2 separate regions of the Mus musculus genome follow, and region 2 is linked to region 1. A link is a contact called in public HiChIP or PLAC-seq data. All regions are on one chromosome and are shown on one strand. The core of a region is the stretch at or near the end of the contact, and the rest is flanking DNA. Distances in the headings are between cores, read along the strand shown.

Region 1 (6,859 bases), core at 3,060-5,559:
CCTCTGCCGTCCAGGACGTGGGAGCTGCAGGCATTGCAGGCGGGGACTCGGGGATGGATGGAAAGGCCGTGTTCCTCCTCTTCCTCTTCCTCCTCAGCATCCTCGCCATCTGTGCCCTTCTTGCAGCAGTAATACTGGGGGTGGGGTGGGGAGGAAAAGGGATGCTTAAGAGGAGGTCTAGCTCCCCCCCACCCCCATCACTAGTGAGTGTACACAGGAACAAAACCTCCTCCGTCTTTTACCAGGGACCTCATGCCGGCCACTTTGTTGGGGAAGGGAAATATGCTTTAGAACTAGAGACCCTCATCTCACAAGCATGGACTCCCAGCTTCACCAGGCCAGCGCTTCTCCCTTTTGCTCAGTGTGTCCTGGTGGGCGGGGGGGGGGGCGGGGGGGGAGCAGAAAGGGAGACACATGGCCAGGGAACGCAAAGCCAGGGTTGGAGGCTGCTTCAGCAGTTCTCAGTCTCCCAGGGCGGTGACTTTCCTACCAAGGCCACCATCTCAGAGGTGAAAGGGAGACATTCTGGGGTGCCTCTGTGGGGTGCAGAAAACGTGTCTGTCTGTCTGTCTGTCTCTGTGCTGGGGGGTGATGAACAGTTTCCTTCTGAACACGCTCAATTTTCAGCCTCCTTCACTTATATCCATATTCTATGGCTTTGGGCATTATTGCCTCCAAAGTGGGCCTCCAGTTTCTGCCCCCATCGAGGAGAAGTGGCTTGCCTGTGTGTCCCCCCCAACCCCCCAGCCTCTGACCACAGGCCCACGGTACTGACCTGGAGCCTACAGTAGCACAGGACAGCAATGATACAGAGGAGGATCACTGTAGCTAGGATTCCGCCAGTGATCACAACCGTTCCCGCTGTCATCCGCCCGGCGCCCCATCAAACTCTGCAAAGATGTATGCCGGTAAGTGAGGAGTAGTTGGTCCACATTCTCTGCACAGCAGTAGACAGGAGGACAGGAGCTGAGTGGACCCAGGCCCGCATTGGTTTCCTGAAGGGCAGAGAGGACTTGCTATGCTTAACCCAGAGTGGGATGGGGGCCTCCGCTGCAGGAGGGAAAAGACAGAGAGTGCTGACTGCTCCATTTCTCCTTGTGTCACCTGGTTTCTCTCTTTGCCTCCTCCGTTACTATTGTTACTATTGTTGTTGTTGTTGTTGTTATGTATATATGCGTGCCTGTGTGTATATGGGGTAGATGTGAAGACCAAAGGACAACCGTGGGTGTTGTTCCTATCATCATCATTATTATTTTGTTTTGTTTTGAAACAGGGTTTCTCCAAGTTACTCTAGCTGTCCTGGAATTGGGTCTGTAGACCAGGCAAGCCTTGAACTCACTTTCCTCTGCCTCCCAAATGCTGGGATTAAAGACATGCACCCCCCCCCCGTCTTCTTTCCTCTCTCTCTCTCTCTCTCTCTCTCTCTCTCTCTCTCTCTCTCTCTCAGACAAAACCTCTTACTAGCCCAGAACTTGCCAAGGAGGCTAGGTTAGATGGTCAAGGAGCCCCAGGATTTGCCTATTTCAGACTCTCATCCTAGTATTACAAATGCCCGTCATCACATCTGACTCTTTTTAAATGTGAGGTCTAGGGAGCAGACTCGGGTCCTCTTTGGAGACTGAACCCAGGTCCTTATGCTTGCAAAACAAACCCTATTATTCCTCCTCAGTCTTCACCTCCTTCATGACTTCCTGCTCTCGTAGCTAGAAGAAGAAATACCAGAAGGGCGTTGTCTGTGGGGAGTTATGCTAAGTATTCCCCATTTCCCACAATGCCTCAGGAATCGTCACATTAACCTTTTGAGACAGCTACTCACTATCCATGTTCTGCATATGGGGCACTGCCCTGAGGCTTTGACCTATTTGCCTGGAATTGCACCTAGCCTGGCTCCCCCTACAAGCCAAGCTCTGTATCACTTCTCTCTTGGGGACAAATATCATTGGCTTCTGAAACGTTGGGGACATGAGCCCAGAGAGAGCTGGCAGGCAACATTCTGGATCCAAGAAGGCCATGACCAGGCTAGGAAAACTGGTCTTGGTTCTTGGAATCAAATGAGCAGGACAGAGGCAGGCTGTGGGTCAGGCCATTGTGGCCTTTGGCAGGCCAGTGAGAACTGGTTTCTGAGCTTCCAGGCCTATGGGGACCCCACCCACACCCCTGCTGGACAGTGGTGGCTTCATGGCTTGAGGATGGAGGGAGGATTTCAAGGACTTACATTCAGTGAAGGGAGCGATGACCTGTAAGACAGCAAAAGGGACAGAGATATTGGGAAGAGAATGTTACTCCCGACAGCACTTGGATATCCACTGTTATCTCAAACTCAATACCCACAGGAAAAAGGCACTATTTTGCTCTAAGTTGTCCCTATCTGTCATGATTCCACTGCAGCTAGGCCTCAGCTGCACCCTACTTACCAAGCCCTGAATCCTGTGTGGTCACCTGGATGAAGGGGTACCCATTCCTTCACTCAAAGGTGCCATTTGCCCACCAGGTGCTCTTAGAAAGCCTGCTTCTTGTTGGGGTTGGTCTGGTGCAGCTATGTATTCAAATACTAAACACTGCCCCCCCCCCACTAAATCTGGTTGCTCACCCCATGAGGAGATCATCGCGTACACCACGTGATGCTATGTAACTGTCCTCCCCAAGTTAATTGGTCAGTAAAAAGCTAAAGCCTGTGATTGGGCAGTAGATAGGTGTAGGCAGATGTAGGCCAAAGAGGAAAGATGAAGAAGAGAGGCGATGGAGAGGAGAGGAAGGAGCCATGAGGAGATGGACCATGAGCACGTGGCCAGGAGAAACAGCAAATATCAAGGGACATGTGGCTGGGATATAAGTTAGAACAGCTCCAAAATCTGCCTGATCTAGGCTTAGAGTTTATAAAGAAAATACCTGAGTTGTGTGTCTTTTATACAGGCTAGCTAGACTCTATCATTGCTTTTACAGCTTCTACTGCATTTAGAAGTACCAAGCAGCCTCGCTGCTACTAACCTGGCTGTGAACCAGCAGTGTGGGCCTGCGCTTGCAACAAGGTGTCTCCTGTTCACCACAGAGCCTAAGGAGTGGGAATTTGCATTTTAAAAAAAGTCTTGGGGCTGGTGAGATGGCTCAGTGGTTAAGAGCGCCGACTGCTCTTCCGAAGGTCCGGAGTTCAAATCCCAGCAACCACATGGTGGCTCACAACCATCCGTAACGAAATCTGATGCCCTCTTCTGGAATGTCTGAGGACAGCTACAGTGTACTTACATATAATAAATAAGTAAATCTTTAAAAAAAAAAAAGTCTCAGGAGATTTATTTGCACATGAGTCTGATCAGAGGTGCCACGCTGTTCTGGCTGAACTATCTCAGAGACTTTTGGTCGTCTTTGGTCTTCTGTCCCCTGTGCCAGTTCAGGCTGAACTGGTGTACTGGCTTCCTAACGAGCCTTCCTGGGTTTGTGTGTGAGACCTGTGCTTTCCACTGTGGTTCGGCCTTTCTTCAGCCCCTCCTGTGCCTGCCTGTGACTCCAGCATCTTTCTAGCACTGCCTGAAAATAGATACATAGTTTTAAGTTGACTAGCTTCTACCAAAATAAGACTTGAAGAGTGGAATACATGGGAAGGCACTGCGGTCGGGAGGGCACTGCGGTCGGTCGGATCCAGAATTGGGACGAGAGCTCAGGAATGGGGCAGCCAAGTAAGGCTGCTTGGTGCCTTGAAGGATGTGTAAGATCTGAATACATGGAGAAACATGATCACATACCACCAGAGCCCCTCAGGACTTCCCATCACCACCAGCGTCAAAGGCTCTGCCCTCCCCAACTTTCCTGCAGGTTCACCTTCATTTACCTTCTACTCAGCCCCCATTGTTCCTTCAGCTGAAGCTCCTGCTCCCTGTAGCAGTCCTGGCTCTTGTGTATGTGTGTGTGTGTGTGTGTGTGTGTGTGTGTGTGTGTGTGTTTGCTGATTACTGATCTTACAAGTCCGAGATAAATCCTGTAAGCTGAGAGAAGGTGGTGCTGATAGAAACGAAGCAGTCCAGGGGTTGAAAAACACGGGGGTGGGGTGGGGTGGATTGGGGAGGAAAAGGAAGGGGGAGGGGAAATGGCTGGTGAACAAGGCCCTGAGAACTAAAAAAGTCTGGGAAGGCTGGGACTCACTAGGAGTAGGCATGAAGTAAACAGGGTTTTGTTGGAGTGATGTTCTTGTGCAGTGGGTAAAGACTATCCTTGTATTATTCAAATGTTGGTGAGAAATCAACACCGAGAGATGGGTAGAGGCCGACTTTGGTTTTGTCTCGGTGTTTTGTAAACATTCTTCTCCGCCATCCTTGGGTCAATAAAGAGCTTCTCAGACAATTGCAGAGGAAATGGGAAGGTTGGACTTCGGATCCCAGCCCCCTAGGGGTCCCAGGGAGAGAGAAGGATGCGAAGGACCACAGGAAAAAAGATAGAGAGACCATGGGGAGAGATCAGGAGGATTTGCCAGGAGATAGCCGTGACAGAGTAGGACGTGGACCAGAGCGAGCCAGGGCGATACAAATTGAAGGTCCTCTGGCTGGGAAGTAGCCTTAGAGTTGGGATAGCTCAGAACCTGCAAGCCTAGGTTTGCAGCTTGTTAATAAACTTAATAGACCTTTGTGTCAGTTATTTGGGAACCAGACTGGGCTAAGAGGCATAGAAATTCCCTGCAGTTACTCTGGTACAAAGAGGGTAGAAGAAAAGTCCCGAAGACTTCGAGTTACAGGGCTTCAGGACAGAAGAGGAGCTGAGACTCGATTCCTTTGGAGGTGATGGGAAGTCCTGAGGGGCTTTGGTGGCATATGATCATCTTTCTCTACTTGTTCAGATCTCACACATCCTTCAAAGCACCAAGCAACCTTCCTTGGCTGCCCCATTCCCAAGTCCTTGCCTCAATTCTGGATTCTACCGCAATATCTTTCCCCTTTCCATATTCTATTTCTCAAGTCTTATTCTAGTGGGTACTAGTGAATATATATATATATATAACATATGAGTGTTTTGCCTGTGTGCATGCATGTGCACCACATGTGTGTACCTGGTACCTGAGGAAGCCAGATAGGGTTTTAGATCCCCTGGAATTGGAGTTACACATGGCTGTGAGCTACCCATGTGGATGCTGGGAATTGAATCAGGATCTTCTTGGGGATAAAAAAAACAAAACAAAACAAAAAAACCCAGCAAGGGCTCATAATTGTGGAGCCATTTTTCTTTTGATGCAAAAATACCTTAAGCCTTCTACTAAGTTGTGTATATTGCGGGGGCTTTGGGGGGGTTCTGCCTGAGATTCAATAATAAAGACATGGAGACATCTCTATGGTATGAGGCTGTTATGTTAGCCTGTTTGCTAGGGCAGTCCCTCAGCCACACATGTCTCTCCACCAGGCCTCCCTGACCCACCAGGCCCACCCTGACCAGGCCTCCCTGACCCACCAGGCCCACCCTGACCAGGCCTCCCTGACCCACCAGGCCCACCCTGACCAGGCCTCCCTGACCCACCAGGCCCACCTTGACCAGGTCTCCCTGACCCCACCAGGTCTCCCTGACCAACCCCTGCTCTGCTTCAGTCCCTCTGCCCCAGCTCCTATGGCAAGCAAGCTCTTTATCAAAAGCCACATTCCTTTCTCCTAGAAAAAAAAATCTATTAGTGTAGGAGAGGCTCTACAGTCTACTCATTGTGAGCAGGGCTAAGCCCAGTCCAAACCTCAGCGTTGCCTCTTGGCAAGATTAAGGGCAATGTGACCTTCTGTGACACCCCCCCCCCGCCCCGTGACAACTTTTTAATATGATAATATCAGAGAATCCACTTGGCACAGTGATTAACAATTGAGAATGCTGGGACACACTTTCTTTTCTTTTCCTTTTTAAAAATTGGTTATTTTTTTATTTACATTTTAAATGGTACCCCCTTTCTTGGTTCCCCCCTCTAGGATACCTCCTATCCCATTCCCCCTCCCCCTGCTTCTATGAGAGTGTTCCTCCACCCACCAACCCACCCACTCCCACCTCCCTGCCCTTGATTCCCCATATACTGGAGCATCTATCGAACCTTCATAGGACCAAGGACCTCTCCTCCTATTGATGCCTGACAAGGCCATCCTCTGCTTACATATGCAGCTGGAACCATGTGTACTCCTTGGTTGGTGGCTTAATCGGGGGGGGGGTGCAGTCTGGTTGGTTGATATTGTTGTTCCTCCTATAGGGTTGCAAACCCCTTTAGTTCCTTCAGTCCTTTCTCTACCTTCTCCATTGGGGACCCCATGCTCAGTCCAATGTTTGGCTGCGAGCATCTGCCTCTGTATCTGGCAGGGCCTCTCAGGAGACAGCTATATCAGGCTCCTATCAGCAAGCATTTTTTGACATCCACAATAATGTCGGAGTTTGGTGATTGTATATGGGATGAATTCCCAGGTGTGTCAGTCTCTAGATGTCCTTTCCTTCAGTCTCTGCTCTACACTTTTTTTTTGTTTTGTTTTCTTCGAGACAGGGTTTCTCTGTGTAGCCCTGGCTGTCCTGGAACTCACTATGTAGACCAGGCTGGCCTCGAACTCAGAAATCCACCTGCCTCTGCCTCTCAAATGCTGGGATTAAAGGCGTACACCACCACCGCCCGGCTGGGACACACTTTCATAGCCGGTTGATACAATATGTGTGGGGGTAGGTTACCCCAATAGTTGTAACCTGTCTTACATTGTTTCCCACACTTGCTGCTCCAAACACTATACACCGTGCCATGATACACAGCGGGTATTATGTGCTTAATAAAAATTGGGAAATTGGTTCCCAGTAACACATCACAGGCTGACAGGTATTACACTAACTGACCACTAGGGGTCAGCAAGCTACAACTTTTAATTCCACC
Region 2 (6,692 bases), core at 455-2,954, 390 kb after region 1:
TATATACATCTGAGTTTACTTTACTTACAAATGACTAAATATAACTAGTTATCCAACACGGCGGGGGGGGGACGGACACAATTCTAAGAGTCCTGTCTGACAAATGAAACTTCCATAGGAAACAGGCACTCACTCCTATGTTAAGGCCTAAAGTTAATGTTTTTTCTCAAAGTTCCTTTTTTGACACCCCCCCCACACTCTTATTTAGTTCTATTCCTGCAAGATACTGAGAAGACACAGAAAAGATAGACTAACCTCGTGAAATTCACTATAAAACAAAGCATCTATTTACTACAGATGATTCCTGCTGGTAAGGAGACTTCAGAATGCTAACAGGCTCAGACTGACCAGTGGCTCCCACCGGGAAGTGATCTTTGATTTGAGGAATGCTTAGGGGGCGGCGGAAGAAGGGGAATAAGGCCCCCGGGGAAAATGGTCCAGGAGATAAGAAGCAGCTTTCCAGGCACAAGGAAGGAGAGCTAGAGCCTGAAGAACCCGCCCAGCCTTTAAGATAGCAGGAGCTCAGGCGCCTAGAGCTGGGTCTGAGTCCTGAAAGAACGTGAAACCCCTGACCAGTTCCAAGCACGTGACAAGCTAAGCCGTGTGCTTCTCCACGTTTCCTCTCCTTACTCTTCACAGCATCAGAGCTCTTCGCAAGCCCCACTCCTGTGCCGCCTGAGCTGGCTTTTCAAAAAACCAAGTCATTTATATTTCCCAGTTGAAAGCAAACAAAAGAAAAAGAAGTATTCAAGTTGGATTCTGCATTCTTGAAGAAGGCAAGAAGTTTGGGGGGGCGGGGGAGACACAGTGGCAACTACTTAAGTATTACAGTGACCAAGGAGTTTTATATAAAATGCAGAGACTGGAGCTTACAACAATGTCTCCTCCCAAAAAACCGCTGAATATATATATTGCTTAAGTTACGTGTCTATTAGCACTTAAGATCAAAGACAGACACTTAATCCCCCCCCACCCCCCCGCTACTTAAAAACAGAATATGAGCTTGAAACAGGTTTTTCCCTGGCCCATATAGAGTCTGGTGCCTGGTAGTGCCATCTTTCCCTTCATATATATATACATTTCCTCCGCCCACATCAAAAAAAAAAAAAAAAGAAAATAAGAAAAAAAAAGAAAGAAAGAAAGAAAGAAAGCTGATTTCCTGAGCGGTTTTTTTTTTTTTTTAATGTCGCTTTTCAAAGAGTGCAATGACTTCTAATTCTCAACTTTCTTCACTACTGACTGGCTTGAGAGACGCCACATGATTCGGAGGGGACATCAAACCATCACTAATAATGAAAAGGCTGCCAGTCATCGGATGCATTGGATGGCTGCGGGTAACTTTCCCGCTCTCCCCTCCAAACTCAGCGGGACCCTCCCCAGGCAGCAGACAGCGTCCGGGTGGGACAGTCCGGCCCAGGCCAGGCCCGCAGAGCCGGAGCGGCGCCGCCACCGCAGTCCCCTTCTTCTCGGGCTCAGGGTGGACCTGGTCAGGAAAGGAGGAGGGGAGCGGAAGCTTGAGGTTACCTGCGAGCGGAGGGCAGCTGCGGCGGTCTAGGCGGTAGGCTGGGCGGCCGCAGGACGGTCGGAGACTAGGATGTCCCTTCGCCGGCCCGCTACGCCGCCAGCCGGGCTACGGAGGAAGATAAAGCGCAGGCCCCCACCCCCGTTCTCCGCCCCAACCTCCCAGCCCGCGGCTGCGTCACGCGCATCGCCCCGAGCTCCGGGATGCCATTGGTGGTCCTGCGGCGTCCGGCAACGCCCACTGCCACGCCCCCTCCCATATCTAGGGTACCCACTGGGCTTCTCTAGCTACCTGGCTTTCTGGCTCCACCCCAACTCTCCTCCAGTGTGGCTACGAGGAGGCCAAGTCAACTTCCTTAGAGTTTGAAAAGGCAGCCTGCGAGATGGGACAAGGCGGAGTCTGATACTGACCGTTAAGGAATAAGACAGAAGCAGTGGCAAAAAAACCTGTCATAAGTTGCTTTGTGGTCTAAATTCTACTTGACTCAGTCTGTCCTTCAACAACACACAACTTAGATAAGACAGAAGTGAGTCACTTGAAATTATGGGACAATCAAGTAATTTAAAAAGCATCCTTGGGAACTAAATAATCAAAAAAAAAAAAAAAAGATACAGATAGATTTAGGACATAGGTAAAGAAAGCAGATTAGGCCTTGGATTTCTCAAAAGCAAAGATGTGAATGAATTTAGGGTAAAGGTGGGTAAAAGAGAAAATTAAACAGACTGGAGAGATACTGTCGGCCTGCAAAACAGTGTCAGCTAAACTGGCTTCGTTAATCTTTCAGTCAGTCCCTAATCTGTCCAGCTGACCATTCCTTTCCTAGTCAAATACCCTAAACAATGCCTGAGGCTTGCATGAATTGCCTGCTCTGGAGATCTTTCACAAAAGGAGTTCCCCTGTTAGCCCATAGCAGGCAACACTGCTCGCCTTAGAGCAGCTGGGCTCTGCACAGGTGTGCCCAGTTTTTGCCCTCTCTGGGACAACTGTGTTTAATGGTTCTGTCAACAGTTTGGTGATAGCATTTGGAAGCACTCAACTGCCTTTGCTTCCACCTCCTCCTATCCCACCAGTTAGAACATTTGGGACTAAAAATTCACTTCTATTGGGACTCTTGGTAGAGACACTTGCCTATTCACTGTTCCATTTAGTCAGTTAAAAATAAAAATACAGAGCTGGTATACAGCTCCTGAGCTTGGTGATGCACATATTTAATCCCAGCAGCTGGGAGGCAGAGGCAGGTGGATCTCTGTGATTTGGAAGCCAGCCTGGTCCACATAGTGAGTTCCAAGACAGCCAGGGCTTTGCAAAGAGACCCTGTAGGTAAATAGGTAGGTAGGTAGGTAGGTAGGTAGGTAGGTAGGGTAGATAGAAAGGAAGAAAGAAAGAAAGAAAGAAAGAAAGAAAGAAAGAAAGAAAGAAAGAAAGAAAGAAAGAAAGAAAGAAAGGAAGGAAGGAAGGAAGGAAGGAAGATAGAAAGAAGATGAAGTAGGAAGAACAGAAGTTCAATTTTGCAGGCCGACAGTGTCTCTCCAGTCCGTTTAGCTTTCTCTTTCACCCACCTTTACCCTAAATTCACTCATATCTTTGCTTTTGAGAAGTCCAAGGCCTAAACTGCTTTATCTATGTCCTAAATCAATCCAAATCATCTTTTGATTATTTAGTCCCAAGGACACTTTTTAAATGACTTGAATGTCCCGTTACTTCAAGGCACGAGTCAAGGCACAACCATGAATTAAAACAGAAGCAGCCACCGGGAGAAAAATAAGACAATTGCAAGTAGTGATAAGTGTTAGGAAAAAAATAGAGAGTGGTCAGGAAAAGATGCGAAAGAATGCCATGATTAATTTTAAAGGTTTCCCAGGTTGTCATAAAAGAACACAGAGAGTTGGATGACATGAATTGCATATGATTAACCACTTACGTTTTGTAAAGACAGAGGAAAGGCTGATTTTTCTGAGGTAGTCTGAACTAAGACCCAAATAAGGAAGAATTAGCAATCCCAGCCACAGGCAGGAAGAACAGTGAGTGGGATGAGCCTGGTCCTGAAGGGCTCTGGCTGCTCTGAGGCGCAGGAGGCTGGAGCACACTTGGGGGGAGGGTAGAGCACACAGAGGTTGGAGCCTTGAGCAGGAGCCCAATCCTGCTGTTTGGATTCTTTTTCATAAGTTCAAAGGGAAGAAGATAAAGGGTTCCTGGGGGAGGAAGGGAATTAAACCAAGGCCTCACTGTGAAGCCCTCTAACTCATTCATCCACCTGCCTCAGCTGGTATTGAAGGGAGTGGGGGTGGGGGTGGAGAAACACCACAGCCAACCTGGGCTTTGTTGTTTTTGTGTATGTGTTTTCTTGTTTGTTTTCATCTATTTTTTTTCTTTTCTTTTTTTTTTTTTTTTTACCTATTTTATATAGAATATAGAGAAGGATCTCCACAGAACAGCAGAAGTGGAACAACAAGAAACAAGATAACAGAGATGTTCTTGGCTAAGCGTGCGGGGTAGGTCATAGTCGGGCCCTGGATTAGGGTGCTTGCTGTAGAAATCAAAGGTAAGAGAGTTGAGGGTATTTCCCTGAGGCGCAGAAGTGAAGAAACGTGAACTCGAGGTAACTACAGGTCACTTCTTTGAGCAACAGGTGGGTGTCGATATCATCTAGTATAAAGGTGAGGAGAGAAACTCCAGGGCCTCTGGCTAGAATCCAAGTGCCTTCCAAACTGGCCCATAAAAATCTCACATCACCTAATCCTGAGACCAAGGCATAGGTAGATGGGACTCTCTTCATCATATTCCAAAACAAACAAACAACAATAAACCAAGACATTTACAGAACCTGGAGACAGTTGATTGAGACTGTCTCTCGGGAAGAGAGCTAACCAAGCCACTTGAAAATTGTGGGACAAATGTTACAGGGAAAAAAAAATATGTTTGAGGCAGTGCCTACCTAATGCGGGGTCATTGTATTTAATAAGTCCATGTTTTCAAAGCTTTCCATTAGCAACCACTGTCTCCGTTGCTGCTCTTCTGGATGTGGTGAGAATGAAAGACTGGGCTAGAGAGGAGACCGAATGGAGAAGAAGCATGCTGAACCTGACTTTCTAATTAGTAGAATGGCTGTCGGGGGAAAGGAAGGAAGAATTTTCAAAATAAAGGGAAAACAAGGTCCAAACCCATAAGACAAAAGAACCCTGCAATGCATAGGGACTTCCAGGCCAGCCCAGGTCCAAGGAACAGAGAGGTAGGTTGCAGAGGATCCTTAACTACAGGGCACTTCCTGACAGACAAAGCTGAATCAGTAAGCGGGTGTGTCTGAGACATCCTGATTCAGAAACCCATAGACATTGGGGAGCCAGCAGTGGATGCCAAGTTAGGAGAGACTCATGATTTAGAAGACCTTACTGGACAGAGGTGCAGCTGGAGGTGGGTAGATTAATTAGAAGGGTGATGTGTAATATAGGTGAGATGCTAAGGAGCCAGCTTAGGCAACAGCCAAGTGGGACAGAAAGAATGAGGAGACAGATGAATGGGGAGAGGGCTGGGGATGTAGCTCAGTTGGTAGCAGGATCACCCCACGTACAAAGAGCCCTGCGTTCGATCTCCAGCACCCACTGTGTCACCTAGTCACTGTGGTGCTCATGCCCAGCCTTGGAATGGAGGCAGGAAGGTCAGAAAGTCAAAGTTATCCCTGCAACACGGGGACTTTGAGACTAGCCTGGCTGCCAAGAGACCCTGACTCAAAGAATAGGGAAGCTGATATCTGAAACATTTTAAAGGGCAGAATAAAGTAGCATTCTGGTTGCGGGAGCTAATGCTGTATTCAGAATGTGACTTAGAAAGCAGGTAACAGGATTCAATGCTGACAGAGATAAGAGTACATATCCCGGAGAAAGAGCAAGAAAAGGCTTCACTCAGGTTAATGTTTAAGCCACTCCTATTGTGACCTGAAGGAACTGAACGGGAGGCAATCAAACTAGCCTTCATGTTTTGTCTGATCATATCAATAATGAATACTTACTACAGACAATAAAATCAAATACAGAAAAGCACAGGGCTTGGGGATTTGGTTCACAAGAGGGCTTGCCTAATAAACTCAAGGCCCTGGTTTCAGTTCGCAGCACCAGAAAGAAGAAAGAAAGGGAAGAAGGAAGGAAGAAAGGAAGGGAGGGAGGGAGGAAGGAAGGAAGGAAGAGCAAATATAAATGTGGAGGAAGAGAGCAGTGGCTAGGCCTGGGCTCTGAGCCCCTTTACCAGAGCATGCTAGGTTTTACAGAAAAGTCAACGTAGAAATGGGACTTTAAGGATATGTGAACATTGGCAGGGCAGGTTGATGCCTGCTTTCAATCCCGGTGCTCAGGATGCAGAGGTGGGTGATTCAAGGCTACCCTGGTCTGCATAGGGAATTCCAGGCCAGCCCTGAAATGGAGGAACCCTGTCTAAAAAAAGAAAGAAAAAAAAAAAAAAAAAGACAGGCAGACAGACACACAGACAGAAGGACAAAACAAAAAACTGAGCATCTTAGTTCTTCAGAGGAACACTTAATGACACTGAATAGGAGGTAAATGGCTTTCCCAGCTCAAGCCTGTCACCATGGGCACTAAAATATACAGAAAATAGGTTAATTAAGAATGAAGCAAGGGGGGGCTGGTGAGATGGCTCAGTGGGTAAGAGCATCCCACTGCTCTTCCGAAGGTCCAGAGTTCAAATCCCAGCAACCACATGGTGGCTCACAACCATCTGTAATAAGATCTGACTCCTTCTTCTGGAGTGTCTGAAGACAGCTACAGTGTACTTACATATAATTTAAAAAAAAAAGTGAGAAGAATGAAGCAAGGGGGCTGGAGAGATGGCTCAGCCCTGACTGCTCTTCCAGAGGTCCTGAGTTCAATTCCCAGCAACCACATGGTGGCTCACAACCCTCTATAATGGAATCTGATGCCCTCTTCTGGTGTCTGAAGACAGCTATAGTATACACATATACATAAAATAAGTAAAAAACAAACAAACAAACAAACAAAGAATGAGGCAAGAGCCAGGTATGATGGTGCATACCTTTGATCCCAGTACTCAGAAGCCTAAGGCAGGATTGCCATAAATCAGAGGCCAGACTGGGCTACCTAATGAGTTCCAGACCAGCCTGGACTAGAGTGAGAACCAGTTTCCAAATAACCAAAGCAGAAAG

The links. HiChIP or PLAC-seq counts read pairs in DNA pulled down with a chosen protein or histone mark.
Region 2: an H3K27ac HiChIP or PLAC-seq map of extraembryonic endoderm stem cells shows a contact between it and region 1. The contact joins the promoter of Soat1 here to the enhancer-like site in region 1. A contact is called at or near these places in 13 of 39 promoter capture datasets (the 3T3-L1 cell line, 3T3-L1-derived adipocytes, the HPC-7 cell line and 6 more), 11 of 484 Hi-C or Micro-C datasets (the HL-1 cell line, embryonic stem cells and ventricular fibroblasts), 11 of 115 datasets of contacts at active chromatin or transcription factors (astrocytes, bone marrow-derived dendritic cells, bone marrow-derived macrophages and 6 more) and 2 of 9 other capture datasets (embryonic stem cells and liver).

Annotation. Positions count from the first base shown.
Region 1 is chr1:156,079,177-156,086,035 of GRCm38.p6, forward strand. It overlaps Fam163a (family with sequence similarity 163, member A), which reads right to left. Exons shown (of 5, transcript NM_177838.3): 3 at 2,216-2,237; 4 at 776-995; 5 at 1-134. The coding sequence starts at 868. Among named protein-coding and RNA genes, the nearest start is that of Tor1aip1, 46 kb to the left of the region's middle. Within about 2 kb of position 4,310, at least 13 of the 459 cell types and tissues checked have an H3K27ac peak or open chromatin away from gene starts, as enhancers often do. A contact at or near this core is called in extraembryonic endoderm stem cells, where this site is marked.
Region 2 is chr1:156,472,624-156,479,315 of GRCm38.p6, forward strand. Soat1 (sterol O-acyltransferase 1) reads right to left here and starts at 1,705. Exons shown (of 16, transcript NM_009230.3): 1 at 1,525-1,705. Gm39682 (a long non-coding RNA gene) reads left to right here and starts at 3,936. Exons shown (of 4, transcript XR_865657.1): 1 at 3,936-4,014.